Regions from separate parts of the Ovis aries genome. Here all the other regions are linked to region 3. Evidence: chromatin contacts called from public Hi-C data. All regions are on one chromosome and are shown on one strand. Each heading gives the region's core, a stretch centred on a gene start, on an enhancer-like site or on the middle of the called end of the contact. The rest is flanking DNA. Distances are from core to core; before and after follow the strand shown. Region 1 holds the start of MRPS33 (mitochondrial ribosomal protein S33). Region 2 holds the start of BRAF (B-Raf proto-oncogene, serine/threonine kinase). Region 3 holds the start of NDUFB2 (NADH:ubiquinone oxidoreductase subunit B2).

The links. Hi-C and Micro-C count contacts between places; a contact is called where the count stands out from the background.
Region 1: a Hi-C map of hypothalamus shows a contact between it and region 3, with 5 times the contacts expected there. The contact joins the promoter of MRPS33 here to the promoter of NDUFB2 in region 3. A contact is called at or near these places in 3 of 16 Hi-C or Micro-C datasets (hypothalamus, muscle and tail adipose tissue).
Region 2: a Hi-C map of hypothalamus shows a contact between it and region 3, with 4 times the contacts expected there. The contact joins the promoter of BRAF here to the promoter of NDUFB2 in region 3. A contact is called at or near these places in 4 of 16 Hi-C or Micro-C datasets (blood, hypothalamus, liver and 1 more).

What each region holds. Positions count from the first base shown.
Region 1 is chr4:105,690,027-105,694,512 of ARS-UI_Ramb_v3.0, forward strand. It overlaps MRPS33 (mitochondrial ribosomal protein S33), which reads right to left and starts at 2,424. Exons shown (of 4, transcript XM_060415149.1): 1 at 2,393-2,424; 2 at 1,088-1,140.
Region 2 is chr4:105,611,861-105,616,721 of ARS-UI_Ramb_v3.0, forward strand. BRAF (B-Raf proto-oncogene, serine/threonine kinase) reads right to left here and starts at 2,977. Exons shown (of 18, transcript XM_060415160.1): 1 at 2,843-2,977. The coding sequence starts at 2,968.
Region 3 is chr4:105,436,797-105,441,286 of ARS-UI_Ramb_v3.0, forward strand. It overlaps NDUFB2 (NADH:ubiquinone oxidoreductase subunit B2), which reads left to right and starts at 1,747. Exons shown (of 3, transcript XM_004008110.6): 1 at 1,747-1,896. The coding sequence starts at 1,790.

The DNA.
Region 1 (4,486 bases), core at 1,174-3,673, 250 kb after region 3:
CTTTCGGAAAACAAAGCTTGCATGACTGTGTGAGAAATAAGACAGTGGCACTGAATAAACGGCAAACTAAAAAAACAAAAACCTAAATGTGCCTGGTATTCATACATTCTATATACAGACACATTTGTTTGTTCCTTGTCCTCATTTAGCCATGCACAAAAGGAGATGCATACCCCATGCAGCTGAACCTGTGCCTCCCTGGAATGGTATCCTCACTTACAAACACTGACGCCCAGGGAAACACAGGGGAGGGGACCACAGCTTGGCAGTAACGAGCAAGGGACTCAGCAGGACTGTGGTCACTGAAAGCAACACAGGATGCTAAGTCATCTCCATGGCAGCCCTGGAAGGCAGCAAAGTGCTGGGACATGGCTCATGGATAACAAGGTCTCATTAGAACCCAACGGAGGGCTTCCCTAGTAGTCCAGTGGTTAAGAGTCTGCATGCCAGTGCAGGGGACATGGGTTTGATCCCTGGTCTGGGAAGATTCCATGTGCCACGGGGCAACTAAGCCCGTGTGCTGCAGCTGGTGATCCTGTGCACTAGAGCCTATGCTCTGCATCAGGAGAAGCCGCCGCAGTGAGCAGCCCGGGCACTGCTGCTAGAGAAAAGTCCGCATCCAGCGATGAGGGACCAGTGCAGCAATACATAAGTAAGTAAGTAGGAAGATTTGTTAAAAAAAAAAAAAAAAAAAGAAGACGAATCCTGTGGAAATGGTCATATCACAAACTCAAGGCCTAGAACTTTTCTGATGGAGAAAGAGAATAAGCTTCTCCAGACCTGAAACATTTACTAGAAACAAAGCAGCCCTTGCTAAATAGAAGCAAACAAAATGGCTCTAACAATTACCAGTTACTGTTTTGTGGCCTCTTACAGAGCCCAGACCTATATGCTCCGGATGAAGGGTGGCATGCTGCTGCTGCTGCTGAGTCGCTGTGAAGAATGGCATAGGTGCTAGGTAATCCTTTCTTTCACATAGATTAAAACAGCTCAAAAGTTATGCTGTCCCTAAATACTGGTCCTGAGACTGGCAAACTGCCACTCTTTACTAGCTTTGATTTTTTTTTTAAGATTGGGAAAGCCTTACCTAGGACTTTTCAGGATCCTCGTATGTCCCTTTACGGAAACTTTCAACTTTATCTTAAAAACAAACAAACAAAAAAGAACATGTTTACTGTGTGAAAGACATTAAGGTAAAAGGCAAGTAAACTAGATTTTTATCCACATGAGGCCACTTAAAATATCAGATTTTCTTTAAATGTGAACTAAATAAAACGGTATCATGAAGAAAAATTACCTGGACTGAAAATGCTAAGTAAAAACGAATTACTGAAATGTGCTGGCTGGAGCAAGACGGGAGAAAATGTCCATATTTTTACTTTAGCATATAAGGGCAAGTTTCTGTATCTTTCTGATAGGTCTGATGCAGTAAAAAGGTCAGGTTTGTACAGTAACTGACTTTGGATTATGTTTGCCTGTGTTCTTTGAAAAGTGTGGATGATGTTCAAGAGTTCTTAATCTGGGTATCCCTCAGTGTGGTGAATCTCGGGGAGCTGTATTTAGAAGCATATGCTAAAAGGTGTGTGTGTGTAAATTCTGCTGCGGAGGCAGGCTTCTCAAAAACCACTAGTCAGTGGACAGCGCCAGCTTTGGAGTACAAAAGCTGGCTGGAATTTTGCCTTTCTACTTTAATGGTCATATCGTGTTTGTAGTAGTATGTATTCTTTGCCTTCCTTTTCTCATTTACTACAGGACAGTTATACTATCTCACTGCCTTGCCAGGGTGACAGGCAAAAGTCATCGGGTAAGGAAGTCACACACTGTGCACGCGTGTTTCACACATACAAAAAGCCAACTAGACATAATGCTTTATTATTTTTAAAGCTTGGTGCTAATTATTTGACTGGGTCTGAGAGACATGATCGGCTCTGAATGTAGGTCAAGCTTTACTCATTTCAACGACAACATCCCTAACCCCCTCCAACTGCCTGGATCACACCTCTCTCCTGTGATGGAAGCAGCAGTGTCAAGCTGGGCTTTTCGCTAATATATTTAAGCTGATACAACTTATCTGCATTACCCCCGACTTCCACACACCTAAGGCCGACTGATAAGCATAGTAACCGAGACTTGAATGCTGCCTGATCAGAGTAATTGTTGGGCCGGAGAGGAAACTACGCTAGGGCCCTTCGCTGGGTAAATTCACCAAGTTAAGCAGGAGAAGGCCAAGCTGTTTGGGTGATACCTGTGAAATCTCCAAGCTGGTTAATGAAATTGACTTGTCCTATTCTCGGCGACTCTACAAGGTTGGAGACCCCCGCTCGGTCTCTAAAGCCATCGCCCACAACTCACTACAGAGCCCCCCCTAAAAGTCACGTACGGCCTTACCTACTTGTGACCTTCTCTCCAGTGAGCCCTTTTCCCGGAAGGCCAGCCCCCAGCCCGCCCCCAAGTGCCCGCCGGAGACTTCAGCGGAGAGCAGTAGAGAAACGGAAGCGTGGTGGCTAGAGAGGAGTCTTAGGAAAAGACCCGGAACTCTTAACGTCGTATCTGACGCCTGCGCAGTGAGAACAGCGCCTCCAGGTGCGTGGAGGACTGACGGGGACGCAGGTTTAGGTGCGAGAGGCTTGGTTTTCATGGACTGCCCTGTAGGGTTCGCTAATTGTATTTTGTCGGAAGTGTCTCTAGCGTGGACCTCCCAACCTCTGAAGTAGTATTTATACATGCTCCTTGTCGGGGAGAATGAAATGCGTTTGTTTTTTCTTTTCCTCCTTCCGCTTTCTTTCTGTATGTTTTCTTTCTCTTTTCATCAAGCTTAGGCCTTGACGTGCTCCAAGCGCATTGCTTGACTTTAGGGGCTGAGGAATCTGACTCACCAGGAGTGCCATTCCCCTCCCTCCGGGAGGCTGTTCTTGATTGATACCCCTTTCCTGTGTTAGGGGCGCTGTTTTGAGCACTCTCTCTTTCCACCCACTGTCCTGGAAGCTTCTTCAGAGAGTAGACAGGGTATCTCTCTGACTCCTCAGTGGTTATCTAGACCCTCTTGGCAGTATTTCACTCCGTAAGAGATCTACTCTCAAGCAAGCTATATAGGCATTGAATTGAAGCATTTGTTGAATGTTTGAAAGTTCAACTGAAAACTCTACTTATTTTTTGAGCCTTATTCAGGCCTGTGATAAATATTCTAAAAATGTACCCTGGGAAAATGCAAATCAACAGCGTGTTATATACCTAGACACCCTCTTCCCTTCTACAGAACTTTGTATTATTAACTTAGGCTTTGACATCTTATCAATATGTGCTTTAGAATTTATTTCTATCAAGTTAAGTTTTGACATGTTATCAGTTCAGTTCAGTTCAGTTCAGTTGCTCAGTTGTGTCTGACTCTTTGCGACCCCATGAATCGCAGCACGCCAGGCCTCCCTGTCCATCACCGTCTTCCTGAGTTCACTCAGACTCACGTCCATCGAGTCTGTGATGCCATCCAGCCATCTCATTCTCTGTCATCCCCTTCTCCTCCTGCCCCCAATCCCTCCCAGCATCAGAGTCTTTTCCAATGAGTCAACTCTTCGCATGAGGTGGCCAAAGTACTGGAGTTTCAGCTTTAGCATCATTCCTTCCAAAGAAATCCCATGGTTGATCTCCTTGAGAATGGACTGGTTGGATCTCCTTGCAGTCCAAGGGACTCTCAAGAGTCTTCTCCAACACCACAGTTCAAAAGCATCAATTCTTCGGCACTCAGCCTTCTTCACAGTTCAACTCTCACATCCATACATGACCACAGGAAAAATCATAGCCTTGACTAGATGGACCTTAGTCGGCAAAGTAATGTCTCTGCTTTTCAAGATGCTATCTAGATTGGTCATAACTTTTATTCCAAGGAGTAAGCGTCTTTTAATTTCATGACTGCAGTCACCATCTGCAGTGATTTTGGAGCCCCCAAAAATAAAGTCTGACACTGTTTCCACTGTTTCTCCATCTAATTCCCATGAAGTGATGGGACCGGATGCCATGATCTTCGTTTTCTGAATGTTGAGCTTTAAGCCAACTTTTTCACTCTCCTCTTTCACTTTCATCAAGAGGTTTTTTAGCTCCTCTTCACTTTCTGCCATAAGGTTGGTGTCATCTGCATATCTGAGGTTATTGATATTTCTCCTGGAAATCTTGATTCCAGCTTGTGTTTCTTCCAGTCCAGCATTTCTCATGATGTACTCTGCATAGAAGTTAAATAAGCAGGGTGACAATATACAGCCTTGATGTACTCCTTTTCCTGTTTGGAACCAGTGTGTTGTTCCATGTCCAGTTCTAACTGTTGCTTCCTGACCTGCATACAGATTTCTCAAGAGGCAGGTCAGGTGGTCTGGGATTCCCATCTCTTTCTGAATTTTCCACAGTTTATTGTGATCCACACAGTCAAAGGCTTTGGCATAATCCATAAAGCAGAAATGGATGTTTTTCTGGAACTCTCTTCCTTTTCCATGATCCA
Region 2 (4,861 bases), core at 1,727-4,226, 180 kb after region 3:
CTCCTCTCCCCCAGTCAAATACATTTATTATAAGCTCTTATAAGAAAATATGGAGGAAAAACTACTATTCATCACTAGCCATAAAAACTTGGGTGGAGGAGGCAGGGGGAAACACTTCTACTGAAAATTAGTTAAGAGTATACTTATGGTTTCAAGAGATACTAATATCTTTTTGAATTATTACCAATTTAAACTTGAATTCATCTAACCTAGAAGTTCTCAAGTACTGGCACATGAGAACTGCCTAGGAAATGTGCCAAATACAGAAGCTCATGGCCCTAGCTCTCACCTACTGAGTCAGAATCTTCAGAGTAGAGCTCAAACAATCTGGCCCTTTCAAATAAAATAGCAGACGCTGTACTTAACAAAAAATTTCTCTGTATCACTGCAAACTGTTCTAATAATTTTGAAACAAAGTTCTCAATGAAAATAATGTTACAATCAGAAATACAATTTCATAGAAAAAGAAAGTGTCAGTCGCTCAGGCTGGTCTGACTCTGTGACCTTATGGATTGTAGCCTGCCAGGTTCTGTCCATGGGATTCACCAGGCAAGAACACCGGAGTGGGTGGCCACTCCCTTCTCCAGGGGACCTTCTCGACCCAAAGATCGAACCCAGGTCTCCTGCATTGCATGCAGATTCTTTAACATCTGAGCCACCAGGGAAGCCCCATGAATCTTACCATTCTTCGGGATGCAATTCAACAAAACCACACAAGTGCTACAAAGTAAAGCAAGCCTAGAGGCACCTGTGAGGAGTAAGACAAAGGCATATCCGATTCATGGAAAAAATAGACAGCAGATGTGACCCCAAGTATTTATCCATTAAAAACAATGTATTCTAAAAATAAATTTCCATGTCAACGGAACAAAGTTGTTTATAAATAAGAAGGAATGTGGAGGTGTGGGGAAGACAAGAGGAAGCCTCAGCAAGTTAAGTACCAAAAGCCAGGAAACAAAGCAGAATGAATGGCAATTGGGGACAAGGAAAACAGAATGACTAGGAAATGGAAGAAGGGATGACCACTATCCTTAAAATCCAAGAAACTAGAGGAAATGAACAGATATTAGAGGAAACTGACCTGAGCAGAAATGCAAACAGAAAAGTAAGTGGGAAGTGGTGTAAAGGATACTCACACACACACATATATATATACACATCACATATATCTATATAGAGATATTTATATAATTCGGAAACAAAGTTCTCAACAAAAACAATGTTACAATCAGAAAATTACAATCCATAACCCATGCCCATTATTTTTTATAATATATATTTATAGATATAAAGTGAGAATTTAAGATGAGATCAAATGGTAGTACAGAACGCATCTTAGGCACAGATGCAAGTGGTGTAAGAGAATGAAAAACAGTATTGTGAACAAACTGATACTGAATAGAGTAAGCATATGGGATGAATCTCAAAGTAAAGACGATGAAGCAGGAAAAAGAACTGCACAGACAGAAGAACGAATGAGACGTTATGAGAACTGGGAAATAAAATGTAAGTGCTGTAGTACGAAGGAAAGAACTTTGAGCAAAGTCAATGGCGTTAAATCACATTATCTAATCAGTAATTATAAAGCACAGTTATCATACCATACATTATCTCATTATTTGGAAAGCATAATAAAGTGTATTATTTTATGTAATACATTTTACATAATAAAACCCAAAATGTAAAGAAAGTAATCTGACAAGGTGATAAGAGACTAAAATAAACAGTGGCTGAGAGATGGAAGGGCTAAAGAAGAAAAAGTAAAAGAAAAAAAATAGGACAGAAAGAAATCAATCAAACCTATTTAAAAACCACAGGTAGGAATAAACAAAGAGGTGTGGGTGCACAATGGATGATGGACTAAAAGGTGCCACGAAAGCAAGTGAAATCTGACGGAATCTTGACAGCTTCAGGATTCAGAAAGTAAGTAGTTCCAAAGTGTCCAGAAGGATTTGTAACCGTAACATGTTACGGAGCGGGGGAATGAAGTAGAGGGCCTCAACAAGACTAAGACAAGAGAGGTGCAGAAAATCGTCTTAAGTAGAAGCTGAGGTTAGGAGCAGGCAGGTCCGACCACTGGCAAAGGAGCGGGGAGGCAGGTGGAATTGGGATGGGGGTTACCAGCTGGCGACACTGCAAACATTAGGAACCGGGGTCTGAGGTCGGGATGGAAGAAAGAACGGAAACACTGGCACTGAAGATTGAAAAAGTAGAGGCTAGATCAAAACCATTAGCTGGTTAAAACAGGTGACGAGAAATCCTCCCCTCCGCCCTAACAAGTAGAGAAGCGGAGGGAGGGCAGCGGCCTGAAAAGGGGCAGAGTCGGGGAGAGTTAAACAGAGAATGATGCGCCCATCTTCACCGTGACCATGTAATAATTACACACAACGTTAACTCCGGCTGGGGTCCCGGCCCCGGCTACTAACCCACGGATTTCACCAGGATGCCGGCCCCAGCTCCCCCCCTACCCGTCCACCACCAAAAATAAAGAAAACATCCAGGAGATGCGAGGCTGGCTACCTTCAGCCAGCCGTGACCTTCTCGGACCAACCCCGAGTCTCGCCCCCTATTGATAGCCTCCTGCTCCACCACGGCTGCCCGAATCCCCCAAGCCCAGAGCGCGGACCAGGGAAACCCCCCTGGGCCATTGTGTGTGTTTACGTAGCGAGCTCCTGCCTGGCGGGGAGGGCCAGGTGGGAAAAGCCAGTCTCTCAGCCCGCAGAGCCCCGAGGAGAAGGTGGCTGAGGGCAACCGGAGCCCCCACCGCCACCTCTTTCCCCCAAAATAAACATCAGTCAGCCGAGCCCCGAGACCGGAGGGGCGCAGGTGCGCCGGCACTCACCTCCTCGGGAATGGCGGGGTCCGCAGCCGAAGAGGCCGCGGCGCCGGCCTCGGGCTCCATGTCCCCGTTGAACAGAGCCTGGCCCTGCTCCGCGCCGCCGCCGCCGCCGCCGCTCAGCGCCGCCATCTTATAACCGAGAGCCGGGCCCGAGCGACCGCTGCTGGGCGGGGAGGGGGAAGGGAGGCGGAGGGCGGGGGGAGGCGGAGGCGGAGGACGGGGGGCGGCGGGGAGGGACGGCCCGGGCGGCCCGGGCGGCGTCGGCGGTGGGACGGCGCCTGGGCCACCTCGGGAACCGGCCTGCGGCCCCCGGCGCAGCTGAGCCTGAGGGGATTGGGGGAAGGACGGTAGGCCGGGGGGGAGGGGCGGGGGCAGGGGGCGGAGACGACTGGAAGTCGCCGCGGCAACGGCGTCACCCGCGTGTCACGGTCGTGACGTCACCTGAGGTGCGTGACGTGATCCTTGGAGCGCCCTCGCGCCGTCGTCAGGGGAGGGTGCCTACCCCTCCTGCCCACCCTCGTCTCCCACGTTTCCTCCGCTCGGCCGTTTCCATGGCTCCGATTAATTCTCTTCTCCTCAGTCCTAAACCTGTTCTGTGCTGTCGGATTTACTCGAAGAGGAGATTGGAGGAGAAGTTGAAATCCTAGAGGGAGGAAGGCGGAAAGCCCATACTACTGTGTTATTTCCATTATCATTACAACGAAAGTCCCCGAGTCGTAAAAATAAAGACTTGAAACCCCGAGGTTGCAACAGCCAAGCAGAATTTGATAGAAATATATTTAGGAAAAGCCAGGTTACCAGAATGATGCCTGGATCCTTTTCATTAAAGGATTTGGTCTGTCAAAGCGGGTCTAAATGGAAGTCTAAACCTTTTTTTTTTTTTTCTTTACCATCGTTTAGGAATGAAATGTTTTAGTCTGTTTTTCGTTTTCCTGATTCATTCATTTAACAAATGGAAGTAGATCATTTTCCATGCACTAAGGCCTGCACAAGGCATGGAGCATTCTAGACATCGGAAGCATCCAAATTTGAATTATTTAATTTTCAAGGAAATCATTCAAAATATTTTAAATACTTTTGTGCAGTTCATAAACAGAATAGCCCAAGGCATTCTCTATGCAAAATATGCGTGAAAACGAGAGGAGAGGTAAATTACCTTTGAGAGACCCAATTACAGAATGGAATTCGTTAAATCTGGCTTATAATTAAAAAATACATTTATGTGACCAGTAGGGGAAATATGCTGGGGGAAAAACTTAAGAAAGGGAAAAATCAGAGTAAGAAGCAGTGAGAATTACTGTGAACTCCTGATGGGGTTCAGGTAATCACAAAATAACCCAAGCATCAAGTCATGGTATGCTCTAAGTGGACTACCCATGGGGGGGAAGTCACCAGTGACCTTCTTGTATTCACCATGATTCAAGAGATAGAAGACTGTTCTACTGACATCTGAAGCAGGATGTCTGTGTATGGATAGAGTCAATATGAGTCCAGGAGCTGATCATTACTCCCAAGGTAAGGATTTCTGTGTGAGGCTTCTTGTTTAATCAGAATGCTAATATTCTCCTACATTGAAAAATAGGGGACAATAGGGGGAAATTAGAATACCACCTATTGGATGAGCTTAGTATTCTCTGTACTTTTCTTCTAAGTAGAGAAGTCTCTTGGAGACACTAAATTTAAATCAAAAGATGGCTTATCAAAAATAGTGTAAATGAGGATAATGATAGAGGATGATGGTAAAGGATAATGTCACTGAGCTATACAAGTCTAAAGTGGCCTTCTTTACTATAAGGAATTCTAAGCAGAGGAACATGGAACCAGCAGCCAATCGTAGCACCTTTCTCCCTCGATACCATCAAAAATACAGTTGGCAGAGTTTTTATTCTCTAATAGTCCTGTCCTATTTCATTTTTTAAAAAATCAACCCCTAAAAATATTACATCATTATCTCACTTCTTCATAGCATTAAAACTCCAAGATTTTTTTCCATTGGTTGCATTTTAAAGTATAACCTTCCTT
Region 3 (4,490 bases), core at 497-2,996:
GAAGGGTACTGAGACCTGGAGAAGTGACTTGTCCAAATGGACAGAGCTAATTGGTGGAGCTGAGGCTGAACTCCGGATCTTCAGACTATCAAGTTCCATGGAGTGTTTTTGTTTAAGCTGCCTTTTTGTTTGTTTGTTTTTTGTGGCTTAGGAATCACAGCATTGTTCTTTCCTAGGAGCAAGGCAGGCAGCTCATAATATGGGCAGAGAGCTCTCTTTGGAAGGATGGAAGACCCTGCTCTCCCCATTCATGAACATCTCTTAATGGTTTGTGCATGTACTAGGAAGGGTAAATAGTGAATGGTAGTCCCAGAGAAAGCCACACTATTGCATATCAGCTGGAAAGTCAACTTGCATCCAGAAAATAGTACATTCTTTCCTACAGTTTATATACTTAGAAGTTAGGACAGGAGAAGGCAGGGGTGGGGAGGGATAGCAGGTGGATTTGGGGAAGGGCATGAGTTCTACAGGGCCAGAGGGTCAATCAGTAAGTTCTCCAGAAAGGTGTGTTGTTTGTTTGCTACGTCGTGTCCAACTCTTTGCGACCTCTTGGACTGCAGCACTCCAGGCTTCCCTGTCCTTCACTGTCTTCCAGAGGAAGCCTTTCTCCAGGGAGAGAGGTTCCTAGCTACTGGGCACATGGAGGCCCATATCTTGCCACAGGAGTGTCAGTTATATTCAATACACTCAAATCCCTAAATTCAGGTCCGTGTTTCTCTCCATAAATTTTCTTTTCTTTTTTTTTTTCTCTCCATAAATTTTCAATTTTTCATGCTTATCACTCAGTGTGAAGTCTTCAGTGCTTGGCAGGTGATCCATTTCAAATCGAAATCTCCAAGGTGTGAGGCTGGCAGGTTAAGTTTATAAAAATCGAGAATTCTTAGGAAAACTATAACCCATAAGTTGGGACACTAAGAATTTGGGAGCTGGGGTTTTCAAGGCTGGAGAAAGGGGTTCTTCAGCTCCCCAAAGTTTGGGAAATTTGGAGTTCATCCAGGACTTAATATAAGGCAATATTAAGAGACAAACGCCAAGAATCCAGGGCTGGCTCAGGATCCAGGGATCGGGAGCGCCGCGTATATTGGGGGCTTGCTAAAATGCAGATTCCTTGGCCCTATCCAGCCATAATAGCTGGGGTCGGACTCCTCGGGATTCTGATACCTCCAGTCCAGCTGCTGACATTTGAGAACCACGGGCTGCGGGTTGGTTATCAAGCTCAGGTTTGCAGAACAGCCATATAACGATGAAGGCTTTAAAGAAATCGTGGAGCCTTTTCAGGGGAGGAATACAATGGACTAGCTTGGATCTGGCAGCCTAGGAGGGTCTGGAAGGGTAGTTAATTCGGGAGGAGCAGGCAGGGGGGCGGGTCCGGGTGGGTTAACAGCGCCTAGATCAGCACCCGTAGCAAAGAGCGAGCTATGTCAGCGTTAAGTTCCTCAGTGTCCAGTAACAAAGAGGGGCTCCAGGAGCCGAGCGCCGAGGTGCGGCACGCCCATCCGCCGGCTCCACCAGGGCCGTCTACACCCCTGACCTTTCGTCAGGGCGCCACCAGGCCCACAAAGCGAGACCCGGTCTGGTGGCTCCAAGCGAGCCGAGCGCTCAGGCGGCGGCCACGGACGCCCTCACCTCAGCGAAGTGACTGCTACGCTCCTTCGGGGCGGTAACTACTGCTGCCCCGCCCTCCCTACGTCACAGGACGGGGGCGAGCCGACGCTGTGACGTCACCGGGCGGGTGCCAGCGGAAGTGACGTGTAGCGGCGGAGCGGCCTGGGTAACGGCCGGACTAACGATGGCTGGCATGTCGGCTCTGAAGCGACTGGCGCCTTTCGCTCACGTTGGAGGCCACCTCTTCAGAGGCCGCTGCGCGCGGGCGGTTGGAGCCGGTGGCGTCCGTCGGTGAGTATTGCCTAGGGTTGGGGCTTCGCCCGCTTTAGCGGAAGGCACTAGCCTTCGGGACGCCCTCACCTTGACGCCGAGCAGCAGGGGCCGGTCCTGGTCTGCGGCGGCCTCCACCCCTGAGGCGTGCTGGGACTTGTAGTCTGACGGCGCGACGCCGGGGCCGGGGAAGCCGGTAGAGGTGTGTATCTGACGGTCCCGGCCCCAGAGGGAGGCTGCCCCCGGGAAGCTGACCAGTTGAACGTGGAGATAGTTGGAGCTGATCTGGAAGCAAGGACAGGAGCTGAGGAGGCGAGGGCGCCAGGCAGAGGAAATCACCTGTACAGGGTAGTTTGAAGCTTCAAGCTCGAGGCGAGGTGAGGCGGGAGACCTCGGGTCGTAGGGAAAGAATGATAGATGCTCCTTATGCGTGGCTGTGCCCTAGCTTCCCTGGTGGCTCAGACAGTAAAGGATCTGCCCGCAGTGCAGGAGACCCGAGTTCGATCCCTGGATCAAGATTTCCCCGGAGAAGGGAATGGCAACCCACTCTAGTATTCTTGCCTGGAGAATCCTCTGAACAGAGAAGCCTGGCGGGCTACTCTCCATGGGGGTCACAGAGAGTCGGACACGACTGACCGACTAAAACAGAGAGCCCTGCCTGAGAGATTTCCAACAGAGGCGCTGATCGGTCGTTTTAATCAGATATCACGTGGCCACTTTTTAATTCTAAAAAGTTACTATGGTTGGAGAGTGGAGAATTAGCGCTCCAAGGCATGAGAGTGGACTGGGAAAGGATGGGAAGAGAGCCAAAAGTGGATGCTTGGGCAATGTCTGAAGTTAGTTGTCCCCGCCCCCCCCAAAAAAAAAATTGAGAGGAAGGTACAGAGATTTCCCATAAACCCCCCCAAGCCACACATGCATAGCTTGCTTCATTATCAGCATCCCCCCACCGGAGGGTACGTTTGTTACAGTTGATGAGCCTATGTTGACAGATTATTGTCACCCAAAGCCCTTAGTATCCTTTAGAGTTTACCTTTGCAACACCAGAATTTAAGAGAGTGAGCAAAAGCAGAGTCACCCATGATGTAGCGGGAGAAGCCCACTGGAGAGCCCAGTGCTGATGCCAAGGGAGGGCAGGTCTACCAAAAGCAAGCTGGGAGTGCAGAGAGATTAAGAGCGGGACTGAAAACAGTACACTGGATTTTTCCAGGTGATGTTCCAGGCCTCTCTGACCACAGTCCACACTTTACCAAGAGGCACTGCAAAATAGTGGTTAAAAGCAGGATTCTGCCCCCAGACTGTCTGTTCAGATCTCACCTCTGCCACGCTCTTGCTATGATCTTGGGAAAGTTTCATGATCTCTTAAGAATTGAGTTTTCTCACAGGTTTAATTGGGGTAATAATGTTGACTCCCAGGGAAGTAAACGAGTAACAAATCTCTGAAGTGTTGTTACCAGAGTTGCTGGTGCTCAGTAAAGACCATACAAGTACTGTATAAATAGCTGTTGTTATTAGGGAACTGAGACCCAGCTAAATGAAACGATTGACTTGCTTAAAGCCACGTGTCTGTTATGAAGATGGAACTGGGACAGATGTAGGATGGAGAGAAGGAAAAGGCATGTGTGACCTGAGGACAGAGATCGAGAGCCACTAACAATAGCCTTTGAGCCTGCATGGGAAGACGAGGGGGTGTTCCTCTTCGCTGCGGTCTTGGTACTTCCATAACAAGATTTTAATGATTTATTAAAAGTTTAAAAAAAATTAATCTGCTTTCGTAGTTTCTGTTTGGAGGGATGTTCAGGCCTGTCTAGTTTGCCTTACATACTTACATGAATACACACATGCATGTAGAAAGAACACACTTCTTACACCACCCAGAGCTAATTGCTATTGATATTTTATATAGACTCTTTCAAATAAAAGTGTTGGATAGACATTTACATAAATAGGGAATTAATGTCGTTTGTGGGCAGTATCTAAGAGCTTGGGCTTTGTCACCAAACAATAATACTCCAGTGTCCTCATTTGTAAACATTGATAACCATAGATCTATCTCTTCAGGTTGTTTTGAAAATTAAATGATAATATATAAAGTGCTTGGTGTGGTGTCTGACAGGTGATAAGACACTCTGTAAATAGAAACTAGTAATAATCTTTTAGAGTAGAAGAGAATAAAAAGGGTACTAGGTAATATATATCAAGAAACATGGAAGTGTTAATGTTCACAAAACTAGTGCATTTTGAAGTAATTTTACTGAAGTTTTTGTACAGATACTCATTTCTGTGTCAAACAAAAGGGAACATTGTTTTATAAGCGGATTCTTACCTGGAATGAAATTTGTGAACACATTTTATATAGAAACTTTCTTTGAAATTCTATATCCATTTCTATGTAATAGTATATGTATAGCTGCTGAAAAGGACTTGAAAGTAGCCCCATTAAGTACAACTTACATTATTTACATTAGATTCAAGCCATAATAATTATAATCCAACAAAATAAAATGAGTAGAGCCCTATGGATGCTATCCCACACCTTGTCAGCAGTATCTAAATGAAAAAACAAGAACCAGAAACACTTGTTCAAACTTAACTGTTTAAGTCTTTTTGCTTTG